2 separate regions of the Sus scrofa genome follow, and region 2 is linked to region 1. The links are chromatin contacts, called in public targeted proximity ligation maps. All regions are on one chromosome and are shown on one strand. The core of a region is the stretch at or near the end of the contact, and the rest is flanking DNA. Distances in the headings are between cores, read along the strand shown. Region 1 holds the start of PRR14 (proline-rich protein 14). Region 2 holds the start of TAOK2 (serine/threonine-protein kinase TAO2).

Evidence for each region.
Region 2: a contact with region 1 is called in a targeted proximity ligation map of alveolar macrophages. A contact is called at or near these places in 1 of 47 Hi-C or Micro-C datasets (embryonic fibroblasts) and 1 of 2 datasets of targeted methods (alveolar macrophages).

What each region holds. Positions count from the first base shown.
Region 1 is chr3:17,747,471-17,754,450 of Sscrofa11.1, reverse strand. PRR14 (proline-rich protein 14) reads left to right here and starts at 3,071. Exons shown (of 12, transcript XM_021086416.1): 1 at 3,071-3,190; 2 at 3,974-4,045; 3 at 4,170-4,338; 4 at 4,924-5,045; 5 at 5,118-5,307; 6 at 5,835-5,878; 7 at 6,063-6,172; 8 at 6,774-6,980. The coding sequence starts at 4,023. LOC110259905 (a long non-coding RNA gene) reads right to left here and starts at 2,809. Exons shown (of 2, transcript XR_002342364.1): 1 at 1,429-2,809.
Region 2 is chr3:18,174,010-18,180,989 of Sscrofa11.1, reverse strand. It overlaps TAOK2 (serine/threonine-protein kinase TAO2), which reads right to left and starts at 2,643. Exons shown (of 18, transcript XR_002342897.1): 1 at 1,677-2,643. It overlaps TMEM219 (insulin-like growth factor-binding protein 3 receptor), which reads right to left. Exons shown (of 7, transcript XM_021088010.1): 5 at 6,844-6,980; 6 at 4,427-4,596; 7 at 3,156-3,253. The coding sequence ends at 4,459.

The DNA.
Region 1 (6,980 bases), core at 1,822-4,321:
AATAGGGGACAGAAATCAGGTATTGGCAGTTTTTCCATTTTCATTTGTGTGCGAATTTTTCTTCCTTTCCTTTTTTTTTAGGGCTGCACCTGTGGCATATGGAGTTTTCCAGACTAGGGGTCAAATCAGGAGCTGCAGCTGCCAGCCTACACCACAGCCACAGCAATGCAGGATCCGAGCCACATCTGCAATCTACACCCCAGGTTGCAGCACCACTGGATCCTTAACCTGCTGAGTGAGGCCAGGGATCAAACCTGTGTCCTCATGGATAGCAGTCAGATTCATTTCCCCTGAGCCACAACGGGAACTCCCATGTATGTGAATTTTTAATATAAATGCGGGGACATAAAGCATTAATGCAAGTCAATATATTTAAGTGAACAAGTTTCAGCAATTCAACTTTATACCAATTATAAATAAACCTGTTAAAAATTTCTGGACAGGAGTTCCCGTCGTAGCGCAGTGGTTAACGAATCCGACTAGGAACCATGAGGTTGAGGGTTCGGTCCCTGCCCTTGCTCAGTGGGTTAAGGATCCGGCGTTGCCGTGAGCTGTGGTGTAGGTTACAGACGCGGCTCGGATCCTGCGTTGCTGTGGCTCTGGCATAGGCCGGTGGCTACAGCTCCGATTAGACCCCTAGCCTGGGAACCTCCATATGCCGCAGAAGCGGCCCAAAGAAATAGCAAAAAGACCAAAAAAAAAAAAAAAAAAAATTTCTGGACAATGCCAGCATTTGGATTTTTTTATTTGTCCTTTTTTTTTTTTTTTTTTTTTTTTTGTCTTTTTAGGGCTGCATTGGTGACATATGGAGGTTCCCAGGCTAGGGGTCCAATTGGAGCTGTAGCTGTCGGCCTATGCCGAAGCCACGCCAGAGCTGAGCCGCATCTGTGACCTACACCACAGCTCATGGCAACGCCGGATCCTTAACCCACTAGGCGAGGCCAGGGGTCGGACCCGAAACCTTGTGGTTCCTAGTCGGATTCGTTTCTGCTGCGCCTCAACGGGAACTCCAGGATTTTTTTTTTAAAAAGTAAATTTCTTAGTGACCGAAAAAACAAACTCAGATCAGGCAGGCTCTGCCTTTAAAAGCTTTTTTCTTTTTTTGCTTTTTAGGGCCGCACCTGCGGCATATGGAATCTCCCAGGCTAGGGGTAGAATCAGAGCTGTAGCTGCCAGCCTACACCACAGCCACAGCAACGTGGGATCCAAGCCTCATCTGTGACCTACACCACAGCTCACAGCAACGCTGGATCCTTAAGCCACTGAGCGAGGCCAGGGATTGAACCTGCACCCTCATGGTTCCTAGTCGGAGTCGTTTCCATTGCGCCATGACAGGCAAAAGCTTTTCATTGTCCTGAAGTCTGGGAAATACCTGGGTGTTTAAGCAGGAAAGTGAGAGTCTGTTGGGGGCAGGGGGTGTCAACTCACCAAGGTTGGAAGGGCTCTCCAAACACAGCAGGAAGCATCACCAAACCAGCAGGGGCTCATCCTCAGGCTACTTGTGTAGCCAGTCCTGAATGGGGAGAGGGGAATGAACACCTCAGCTGGAAGAACAGCTACCTATTTGAACTAGAAGCCTCATGGCGGATTTCCAAAGGACCCAGCAGGCCCTGTGTTATGAAGAGAGTTGCTGTAGTCCTGGGAGATCTCTCTGAATGAGTCCTTGGTTACCAAGTTGGGGTGTCTTCACTTTCTACACCAATTCTTACCAGTGGGGGCTCTTTCCATTCTACCCTTTCTGTGTCACTATTCTTTTTTTTTTTTTTTTTTTCTTTTTAGTGCTGCTTCCTTGGCACATGGAGGTTCCCAGGCTAGGGGTTGAATTGGAACTACTGCTGCTGGCCTACACCACAGCCACAGCAAAAGCAATGTGGAATCTGAGCCGTGTCTACAACCTACACCGCAGATCGAGACAATGCCAGGGCATTAACCCACTGAGCGGGGCCAGGGATCGCACTCGAATCCTCGTGGATGCTAGTCAAATTCGTGTCCACATTCACTGAGCCACAGTGAGAAATCCCTGTGTCACTACTCTTATCATTTAATCTCATAGGCGAGAATCATGCTGGGCTGGGTTAGGTCACTTGTGCACCGTCATCTCAGACGCAGGATTCTAGGCTTCAGGCTCTCTTGCTCCAGCAAGAAAATAAGTACTAGCTTGGACCAGGGAATCCTGGGGAAGGAGTGGAGGCATGAGTTTTGGTTAGGCGGTGAGGGTGCCTTCACAGTGCAAGAAGCCACTACCTCCCCACCACCAGCTGGCTCCTGGTATAAAAGTTTCAGGATGAAGCCCCTTTAAGCAGCAGGATTCCATCCCTGGTCCCTTACTACTATGGGACTGATTACACAGCCCATCAGCTAGGTCCCTCTTGAAAGAGGGCTCGGGGGAGGCCCGAAAAGAGAGGAAAGCGGCCGCACCCCACCGAGCACCCCAAGGTTGTTATTGGTCTCCTGGCACTAGCACCTCTATACTGAGCCCCCAGCGCCAGCGGCAGAAACCCCCGCTCCTCCAGGAAGAGGTACACAACCCTTGGGTGAAGTGAAGCTCAACGCCCCAGCCTCCTCCGCACCCCCGCTCAGCCCAGTCCCTCCAGGACGCCACGCAACCAGAGAAGCAGGAGGTGGCACCAGCCTGTCTCTGGTCCCCGCCACCCGCTGCCAAACACTTCCGTGCAACTCGGGAACCCGGTTCAGCAACCCACGATGGTACTGGAAAAGGCTTCAAAGGGGCCTCTCTAGGCAACTGGGAATTTCACATATCGTTAGCACTCAGTTCACGTTTATTGGCCCAAGTACGAAAGAACCGGAAGATGCCCTTAAAAAACGTGGCGGTACTCTAGCTTCATGACAGTTGCCTCAGTAGCTCAAGAACCTTGGCATCATCTTCGGCCACTCACTGGCCGGAAAAGATGACGCCATCCGGCCCACTGCGGTCCACTGAGGACAGCGCTATCTGCCCTCAACTATAATGGCGGCGCTGCCCAATTTGGCTTCTTGCCCCTAGGGATGATGGCCGCTAGGCGGCTTCACTTAGTTTCTCACCACCCCGGAAGACGGCGACCGGCGATTGGGCGTTGCCCAAAGGCTCTGAGAAGAAGGCCCTCGGCGGTTGGGCAGAGCTGGGTAAGGCTAGTTTTAAAGGAGCCGGAGGTGGGAGCCGTCGAAGACCCGGGATCCGCGGGAGGCGGCGGTGAGCGGCGCGCGGGGGAGGGCACCGAGCGGCTGAAGAGAGGGCGGGAGGAGGGAGGGAAGGAAACTTTTGAACCATCTGGTCCCGGGCTGGGGAGAGCGCTGGGCGGGGATCCGGGGAGGGCGGAGGGAGGGGGTCTGTGGGCGGGACCTCCCGGGATTGGAGTGAAGGGGGTATCTGCTTGACAGTGGATCCCCGGGGATCCGGACTGAGTTTGTGATGCTCAAGCTCGGGCAGCCCCTTTCTGAGTGGAGCTTTGTGGAGCCGAAGCTCACGGGGAGAGGAGGATCCTCGCGCGGCGTCTGACTGGAGGAACCGCGCTATAGGATTCTTTCAGCGGGGATCCAGTCTAGGGGATCTGGTAGGGGGGGAACCGTCGGCGTGTGGGAGTGTTCCTTCGGAGTCCTCGCCCACTCACTGGGAGTGGATGAGGATTACAGAGGGATCTGGCGGAAACTGAGCCTCTGAGGACCGGGATCCCAGCTGATCCCGGGGGATCTCAGGGCAGAATCTGAAGGGACAAAGGCCCCAGGAGGCTTGGGCCGTGGGAGAACTGGGGCCGCTGCAATCCAGGTTCTCGCGGCCAGGCAGGGCGCGAGTGATCCACTGATCGCGGCAGCAGCGGGAAGACACCCGTTCCCGGCGGCCAGACGAGGGCGCCCTTCCGAGCCCCAGGGCTCCGGCCCCTGGGCTACTGGGAGCCTCGGGCGGACCATGAAGGGCGGAGCCCCAGGGGAGGGGCTGGCCCTCACTCCCCGCTCCCCCGCTCCCCCCCAAACCCAGGCTGGAGCCTGGGATCCCCCAGGGACTCCCCGGAGCCGCCGCTTCCCCCATGGACTTGCCCGGGGACTCCAGGTGAGAGCGCACCCCGCCCGCCTGTCTTGAGCCCGGGAAACGGGGAGCCTGGTGGCCGTACCGGGGAAACCACAGAGCCAACAACAGGCTTAGAGGACCGTCCTCTGCTTCTCTCCACCTCCAGCCCGCCTGGCCGGCAGCGTCTGTGCCGCCAGCCTCTGGCTCGAGCATTATGGGGAGCCAGGAGCCCCAAACGGCCGAAACTGCAGCCCCTTGGGGCCCCTTCGCCCTTGGAAAAAGCCTCTCGGCGGGTCCTGGCTGTGGTCCTGGAAGATGTCATGGCTGCCCACATGGTGAGCCCCTTGAACTGAGAGGCCCCCTTCTCCCTCCCGTCTCCTGGGTACCAAAGCCAAACCCGTTCTTTAATGAGGATAACAAACACCTCATTCTCACACTCATCCATCAGGCAGCCTCCCACTCGGCTCTCACTTACTCTAACCTGGAAGTGGGTAGGGTCTCCTGGACCCATTCCTCACCACCGACTCTGCTGGGCTGAAACCACGTCCCTACGACTCTAAGTATGAGAAACCCTTCTGCTTTCTTCCCAGCCCAACTTCTAAACAACCCTTAGGAAGCAGGCTGAGGTCTTTGGTTCCACTGCTCAGATTAGAAAAACTGAGGCCCCAAATAGGGCAGTGACTCTCTCTGGGTACCTTCTCCTTTTCATTTCTACAAAGAAACCTGGGTGAATATTACCCAAGTCCCACACCAGCAGCTCAAGACACTCTATTATCTGGTCCTTAATTCAGCTCAGCTGACTTCTTGGGCTCGCGAATGAATTCTAGGCACGATGTCTGCCATCTGTATGGCAGAGGACACTGTTAGGCCCAGGGAAGCCCTGTCCGTCACCTTGCTCTCGACACCTCCTCCTCTCCTAGGTTCCCCTGGTGCCCCAAGAGGAGATCTCCACCCCACGGCACCGCAGCAACCATCAGGATTCCGCCCGAAGCCAGCCACCTGCCTCACCACCCCGACAAGCCACGTGGTGCTCACAGGCCAGGTGAGCATGGCAGGATGAGGGGTAAGCTGGGAACCCAGCTGAGCCCTACTGATCTTCCTGTTCCGTCCCTAGGCCCCCCGACCCACTGCGCTTATGCCGAGAGCCCTTGAGCCGTGTCCATCGGCCCCCTTCCACCCTGAGGCGGCGTTCAAAGCCAACACCTGGCCCAGAGGAAGGCCCTTCACAAAAGGTGGACCAGGCCCCCCAGCCCACTCTGGTGGTGATGCTAGAAGACATTGCCAGCCGCAGAGCCCCGGTTGAGGTATGCGAACTTCAGAGAATGATGTTGGGGGTTCAGCTGGGGGCAGGGGCTCCAGCGGGCATGGAAGACAGAGTAAAAGGGCTGAGTCGGGGGTGGATTTTTTTTTTTTTCCTTTTCTTTTTTAGGGCCGCACATGCAGCATAAGGAAGTTCCCAGGCTAGGGGTCGAATCTGCTGCAGCCATGGCAATGCCGGATCCAAGGCACATCTTCGACCTACATCACAGCTCATGGCAGCGCTGGATCCCTAACCCACTGATCGAGGCCAGGGATCAAACCTGCATCCTCATGGAAACTAGTTGAGTTCGTTACTGCTGAGCCACAACAGGAACTCCTAGGGTGGATTTTGCTCAGAGTGAGAACAGTTTTAGGTGAAAGAGACCTCTGCCTGAGCAAAGACCTATATGAAAAAGCCTTTAGCGTGAACCTAGGCAGGCCTCTGGCGACTGAGAGATTCGGAGTGTGAGGAGCTAAAGAAGCCGCAGGGGCCTTCCCTGCCTGCCCACGAACATCCCCTGTTTACATCCAGGGTTTTGCCGGTGAGACGCCCAACTTCATCGTCCCAGCAAAAAGGTGAGAGGGCTGGGGAAGGGATTTTCAAGATGTACTGGCCACAGCCATTATCCAGGTGTCAGAATTTGCTTGCCCAGTCCTTCCTTGTAGCACCTTCAGAAGCCTTAAGGGACGGGGAGGTGCTGGCTCAGGTGGGATCTGATCTGGAGGCTTCCTCAGCCTCGAACTTGCCCCTTCACCCCAGAGCTGAGCCCATGGTGAGGGTTCACCATCCAAAGCCTCCGCCCAGGGACCTGGAACCCCCATTCCAGCCGCCTGCCATGTCTACAGATCCTCCGGAGAACCCACCACCAGGTAAAGACTCAGATGGATGAGACTTGGGGTTCTGGAAAATTCTGGCTGAGCTTTTGAAGTGTCAGGTGCAGAGGTGGGGATGGAGCTTAAGGCCCCGCACCCCCACCACCCCCGGGTGAGCTTGGTGTGTGAAGATGGGGTTTAGACTTTGGAGGCCTGAAGTTTAACTTCTAAATGTAGGGCTTGAGGAGTTCCCATCGTGGCTCAGCGGTAACGAACCCGGCTAGTATCCATGAGGACTCGGGTTCGATCCCTGGCCTCGCTCCTGGGTTAAGGATCTGTCATTGCGTGAGCTGTGGTGTAGGTTGCAGATGCGGTTCGGATCTGGCGTGTCTGTGGCTGTGGTGTAGGCCGGCAGCTATAGCTCTGATTCACCCCCTAGCCTGGGAACCTCCACATGCCGCGGGTGTGGCCCTCAAGAGCCCCTTGTGCACACGCGCACACGCACACACACACACAAATACATAAATGTAGGGCTTGGTATTTTAGGGATGGGCTTATTCCTCAGCGGGCAGAGCTTGGTGTTGGGACCAAGGCTACTGTCCTGGGGCTTTGACACCTGCCGCTGAGGAGCACCCACCTGACTCTCTCCTTTCCTCAGCCCCCGATCCCGTTCTGGAGCGCCCGTCGACCCCTCCGCCATCCAGCCTTTTACGTCCCCGCCTCAGTCCCTGGGGCTTGGCCCCCCTCTTCCATTCCGTCCGCTCCAAGCTGGAGAGCTTTGCCGACATCTTCCTCACGCCCAACAAAGCCCCACGGCCCCCGCCCCCCTCACCCCCCATGAAGCTGGAGTTGAAGATTGCCATCT
Region 2 (6,980 bases), core at 1,394-3,893, 430 kb before region 1:
TAGCCTGAGATTGATTGATTGCCCTGAGCCCAGCCCTAAGCAGCTCTCAGCTCCTCAAAGCAGGCCCCTTTCTCCATTCTCCTGCCAGCAACCCTGCTAAGCACCCCTCACCCCCACCACACACCCACACACAAAGGCAGGTGCTCACAACTTGCCAAAGGAATCTTCTTGACCTCTTTATCAGCACCCAGCCAAGAATGCCAACCCAGGACCCCAGAGCGCATGTAAGGGATGCCAGTGAAACATCACACAGGGCCTCTGCATCAAATAACAAACATATGAGTGGTTACCAAGGTCTGTGCTAAATCATAACCACCTTCTAAAATGGACAATGTTATCTCCACTCTACAGATGAGGAAACCCAAGTCTGTCGGTCCTAAGCTACACTACCAGCGCATATCATCCACAAAGTACAGCAACAGGGCTCTGAGTAAGTTCCTTACACTTGGTCTTCTCATCAGTAAAACGGATGACAGTGTGGGGCTGTTGTGAATTTTTTAATGAGATCTCATACTTGGGAGGAACACCATGCAGACACTCAGTATACGGATTTTTCTCTCTGCTTCCAGAGTCACCCAACAAGGCTCTAATGCTTTGGGGATCATCCTACCCTACCTACCTACAGCTCGGCTTTAACTGTTAAAGAGACACCACTGTCATTTGTCAGAAGAGGCAGCCCTCTCAGGAACCCAGGCCAAAGACTGGGATCAGGGTAAAAGATGAAGGTCACAGTAGAGAGAAAAATCCATGAAGCAAAAGGCAGAAGCCAGAACTTCCCATCAGGACAAGCTCCTGAGAATAGCCCTCAAGTAGCTCCTCTCTCTTCCATTCTTAAATCTCACCCCAACTCATTCTCCTCTGCACCCCTGGCTAACCCCAAGCACAGAACAAAAGAGATAACGAGAGACGGGTATGGCGCAGAGGGGGCAAGACTTGATCAAGGGCTTGGGTTCCAATTCTGATTCTGCCACTGTGTGACCTTGGGCAACCTCTCTGGGCCTTAATGTTCTCAACTGTAAAATGGGAAGACAGCAATCAATGAGCCCCTCACCAGATGAATGGAGGGGAAGAGGTCACATGAGAGAAGAGATATAAAGCACTTTGGAAATAAATTGCCAGACAAATGGGCTCACTTCTACCATCACAGCAAGAGGTTGGAAGGTAACAATAGGCTGGGGGGAAATATTGCCAGGTACCCCCAGATACAAATGCACTCACACACTTCCTTGAAAGGACAAGAAACCCAACCAGACCATGCCTGAAAAACAGATAAACAGACCCACCACAGGGATCAGAGGCATGGGAATCAACAACCCAGAGCAGTAAGGAAAGAGGGTTACAATCATGGAGAAGGGGTAGCAGTGAGGGGCAAAGTGAACAGAGAGACCAGAAGGGCACAAACCCATCCGATTAGCTCAAGCACCCTAGGGTATGACCCCCGGTGACATCGGAGACCCTGTCACCTGAGGTCCCCCAGCAACCAGGCAATAATGAAGGGAAGAGGAAGGGAAAGAGGGTGGCAGCAAAAGGCAAGGCTAGTCAGAGGCTGACCACTGGCCCCGTTGGGCTTCCCCATCCTGAGGACAGGGCCTACCCAGGGCCAGCTTCCCAGAAAGAAGCACCCTTTCTTCTCAAGCTAGACACAGGGACCCGCGCCCCTGCACCCCGTGTCTCACCTGGTAGGGGTCACTATGGTGCCCCAGCGCCTCCGCCTCCTCCTGGGGTCCTCCAGCGGCTCTGCCAAGCAGGGAGAGGGGCAAGGAGACCTTTCCCCTTGCCACCTCTTCCTCGGCTTTCGCCCTTCCTGAGGGGCGGGCCCGGGAAGCCTCCCGTGGAGGGGAGGGGGTGACAACCTGATCTGACCTCGCGGTCCAGTCCTCCTCCTCCTCGAGGGCGACAGTTGCTGAATCCCGGATTTCTGATTGTGGGGTCTGAGCCCCAGATATTTGAACGGGGGGAGGCTGAATCTGATATCTGAACTAGTGGGGAATGAACCCCGGATACTGGTACACGCAGGATCCTGAACACCAGATATTTGAAATTCTATGAAACAGAGCCCCAGGTTTAGAGAGGTTGGGACCCGAGTCCCGGATATCTGAAATCTGAGGGGCTGATACCCGGATATTTGAGAAGCGTGGGGTCAAGCCCGGAAATTCGAGACCGAAGGGACTGAGCCCCAGGTCTTCGGCCACCGACAGGGGGCCTACCCCGAGGACGGTCGACCGCACGGCCCCTCTCACGCCGGGGTCCGAGGGTGACAGCCTCCACTCCCGCCCCGGCCTCCTCCCTTTCCCCTTCTCTCTCCCGAGGATAGCGGAAAGATTGTAGCTAAGGGCGGTCCCCGTGCCCTCTCTCCCTCTCCTCTTCTCAGTCTCAGCTTCTCTCCGCACCACAGCCCCGGTCTCGTCCCGGTCTCCCTCTCCCTCTTCCTCCCAATTCCAAGATGGAGACCGGGCGGGAGCGCGCAGGCGCGGTAGAGACGCCGGGCCAAGGGGGCGGGGCTCAGAAGGGAATAGTCCCGCCCCCTCCCCTTACCGCTGCGGCCGGGGAGCTGGGCAGTAACCCAGCCAGAGTGCGCGCGCGCCCCGCCACGCGGACCCCGGGTGGGAGGAGGCCGGGAGAAGGGCCAGTCTTGGAGGGGGAGGAGCCCAGCGCGCTGTCCGACAACTGGTGGTGGAAAGGGCTGCGGCGCATGCGCCCGCCCCGCCTTAGCGCTGAGCCCGAGCTTGTTGCTAGGGGAAGCTTTGAGGGGGCGCGGGTGGCAGGAAATAAGAAGCTGCGATCTGCGCCTGCGTGCAGGGTAGAGGTTGGGAGGGGTAAGGGAAGACTGCTGCTGGGCGCGGAAAAGGCGGGAAAACGGACTGTCCTGCTTAGTAACTATCCAGCCGGGACGTGGGCTACCAAGTTCGAGGAATCTTTGCTGGTAAAATTCTGTCATATTTCTTCATTGCAGCATGACGTGCACAAGGTCACACTGCACTTATGTCAAAGCATTTCCATGACCATACCCGAGAGCTGCAGTAACCTATGCCCTATACCGACCTGTATCCCAAACTAGAGAGTCAACAAGGAAAAATCCGCCAAAACCTCGCAAGCCCCTCTACCCTAAAACTCCCACCTTAATCCAATTCCCAATGAACACCCTGGGAAACGCTGGGCAAAAAAAAAAGCCTTTTATTTCCTCCCACATTCCAGCTCTCCACTTTTTGTAACATCTCTTCCAACTCCGAACGAAGACCCAAGAAGTTCACACCTGAAGAGAACAAAATAAAAAAACAGGGCAGGTCAGAGGACCCGTGGAGGAAGCTCTGGGATGGCTGTAGAAATTGAGGAAGGAGCAGAGGAAGTGACAACTAGAGATAGGTACAGGCACTTATGCCAACTGAGATGGCCTCAGGACCCCAGGATCTGCCAGGAGTCAGAAACTCTTCCTTTCCAGTCTGCTCAGATCTAAGAAAGGCTGAGAGGGATCCGCCTTTCTCCATCCCAGGTAGGTGGTCGCGGAATTCCTGTGGCACAGCAAGTTAAGGATCCCACTTTGTCACTGCAGCGGTGTGGGCCACTGATGTGGCATGGGTTTGATACCTGGGCCTGGGAACTTCCACAGGCCACAGGCAGAGCCCCCCCCCCCCAAAAAAAAAGGAAAAGGAAAAAGAAGAAAACTAGGTAAGTCTTGAGGGTCTAAATCCTTTCGTCAGAGCCATTCCCTGGGCCTGTGCTGTTTCTTCTTCTCTCGCAGTTATTTCCTAAGGCACAGCAGCCAGCAAGCTGAGAACAGTTTAGGAGCTGGGTGTACAATATATGACTCATTTTCAAATTATATGAGACTCACCTGAAAGGGTGAGATTTTTTTACAGGATATATATATATATATTTTAACCATAATGAGCTGACCCACTAACTAGTCCAATATGTCCCACACTCCCACTTTGGAAGATGTGTTCCCTCCAAAGACCCTGCTAGCAGAATCAACTTTATCTAAATGGAATGATGGCTAATGGAAAAAGAGAAGATGCATGTGAAGTCCTTGGGCACGTAGTATGTGCCCAGTAAATGGAATCATCAATCAATTCCTTTGAGCAGTTCAAAATGAATTTTACAAAATTTGCATCATAAAACAGGGTATCAGAATTTTAGGACAAATGCAAAACAAACATTAATTCATATCCAGAACATATCAAATTTGAACCCTCTTCATTCACCACTGATGCCAAAAAGCCTGGATGAGAACTACACCTATGGATGAATCTTAAAATCAGAATGTTTAACCAAAAGAAGTCAGTCACAAAAGAATATGAGTCCACCCATATAAGGCACAGAAATAAGTAAAGCCAAACCATATTGTTTAGGAATGGCTCTTTCTCAGTTAGAATTGCCACCCCCGCCCCATACCCTGTTCCCACAGGACTGAGGCAAAGAACCTTACCTGAGAACGAGACAGGAACTAGGCCAGTGCCCTCAGAGCCGGGTTCTAGACCAGTGGGACTCCCGGCGCGGGGGGAAGCACAGAGCAGTGAGACAGCAGAGAGGGCCACAGAAGAGAAGCAGGAACGAGCCCAAAACCAGCAGCCTGGAGCCACACAGAGCCAGCTCCTCCTAGGGGTGAGGACAGGGAGGGGAGGAGGAATGATGGAGAGGCACTGTAGAGAAACTTCCCTTGGAAAGACATCTTAGATACCCTAACCTAAGGGCTATAGAGAGAAGCCTCCATGGGGGAGAGGAGCAACTAAAAGGAAAATGTTATTTTTATACAGGCTAACATTTGTCTTTTTTTTTTTTTTTTTTTTGTCTTTTTTGTTGTTGTTGTTGCTATTTCTTGGGCCGCTCCCGCGGCATATGGAGGTTCCCAGGCTAGGGGTCTAATCGGAGCTGTTGACACCGGCCTACACCAGAGCCACAGCAACGCGGGATCCGAGCCGAGTCTGCAACCTACACCACAGCTCACGGCAACGCCGGATCGTTAACCCACTGAGCAAGGGCAGGGACCGAACCCGCAACCTCATGGTTCCTAGTCGGATTCGTTAACCACTGCGCCACGACAGGAACTCCACATTTGTCTCAATGGTTTACAGACTGCTTTATTGCCCAAGCATCAAACTGAACATTCATAATGACATCAGGAGATAGGAACGTGCACTTTTTTTTTTTTTTTGGTCTTTTGTCTTTTTAGGGCCACCCCTGCGGCATATGGAGGTCCTCAGGCTAAGGGGTCGAATCGCAGCTACAGCTACGCCACAGCCACAGCCACGCCAGATCCAGGTCCAGCATGCGACCTACACCACAGCCCGCGGCAATTCTGGATCCTTAACCCACTGAACAAGGCCAGGGATCGAACCTCTGCCCTCAGGGTTCCTAGTCAGGTTTGTTAACCACTAAGCCGCAATGGGAACTCCAGGGACGTTCACTATTGTCTGCATTTTAAGATGTTCAAGCAGAGCCGGTCTGGAAACCAAGAACTCTGATTCCAAGCTCCCAGGTCATGCTCTTCAGCAGGATCTTCGCCGATGTAAGGGAAGGGTATGCAGCTCCCTCCTAACCAGTCTCTCTCCTCCACTTAGCCAGTCTGCTCCACCAGTGGCTCCAGCGGCTCCCATGGCCTGAAGCATCAAGTCTAGCATCTCAGCCAGGCATCACGGAGCCTCAAGACCTGCTCCCTGTATCTCTTTCGCCTCTTCCCCTAAGGCACCCCTAAGCCTTCATCATGGAATGCCCCTGAAGACCGAACACTTTTCACTCCCTAGGCCTGTGCTCAGGTCAGTCCCTTTGCCTAGAACAGATCTCCCCCCATCTCCTGAACCCCCTCTCCTGCATCCCTGCTCAAATCTTCCTCATTCAAGGATCATCCTGACAGGGAAGAATGAGCCTGGGACTCATCAGATGGCTGAAGGTGGCAATTCTGGCTCTGCCACTTAACCAGTTGCGTGGCCTGGGGCAATACACTCCCTCTAAGTCTGTTTCCTCATCTGTAAAATGGGATAATAACAGCTACCTCAAAAGGCTGTTTTAAGATCAAATGCGATAATGAACCTGAATGCACTTTGTACATTATAAACTACTGTAAACAATTCCCTTTCTTAAATACCACCTCCTTGGTGAGGCACTCTCCATAAATGTCCAAGTTAGAGCTAAGTGGTCCTTACTCTGCTTGAATAACACTTTGGTCAGGTTTCTATGAAAGCAATTAGCCCATTCTGCCTCTAATTACAGCTTCTGAATGCCTTTGAGGTTAAGATCATGTTTTATTGTATTTAAAGACAATAGTTAATACTAATAGCTGTCATTTAGCCAATCTCTTACTAACCAGGCATTAACCTAGGCACTGGACATTCATTCTCACTTACCCTTATTTGTTGGAATTAGGAGATAGTATCATGGTTTTACAGATGAGGAAGCTGAGGCTCAGAGAGGCTCATATGCTTGCTTAATGTCACGCAGCCTCTGCGGCAGGACTATAAAGCCTATGCTTTTACTACTAGGTAAAATTGCCTCCAGGCACCTTCAAGAGACAGTATTCATGGATTTCCCACTGTGGGGAAGTGGAAAGGAATCCAACTAATATCCATGAGGATGCAGGTTCAATCCCAGGCCTCAATCAGTGGGTTAAGGATCCAGTGTTTATGAGAGCTGTGGTGTAGGTTACACATGCGGCTCAGATCTCGAATTGCTGTGGCTATGGCGTAGGTTGGCAGCATCAGCTCCAATTCAACCCCTAACCTGGGAACTTCCATATGCCACAGGAGTGGCCCTTAGAAAAAGCAAAACAAAACAAAACAAAACAAAAAAACAAACCTCACATCATTCAGCATGGTAGTTTATGAAACTCCAATAATCGGAAGCTCTTACCGAGGTGAGCAACTTGGTGAGCACAAGACCTTCGTGGCTCCAGACACTGACACACCCCTCAGCCATAAGGCTCAGGGTGGTATTTCCTACTCCCTCCTCAGAGCAGGACATGGGTGGCTTGCTGGAAGGCAGGATTC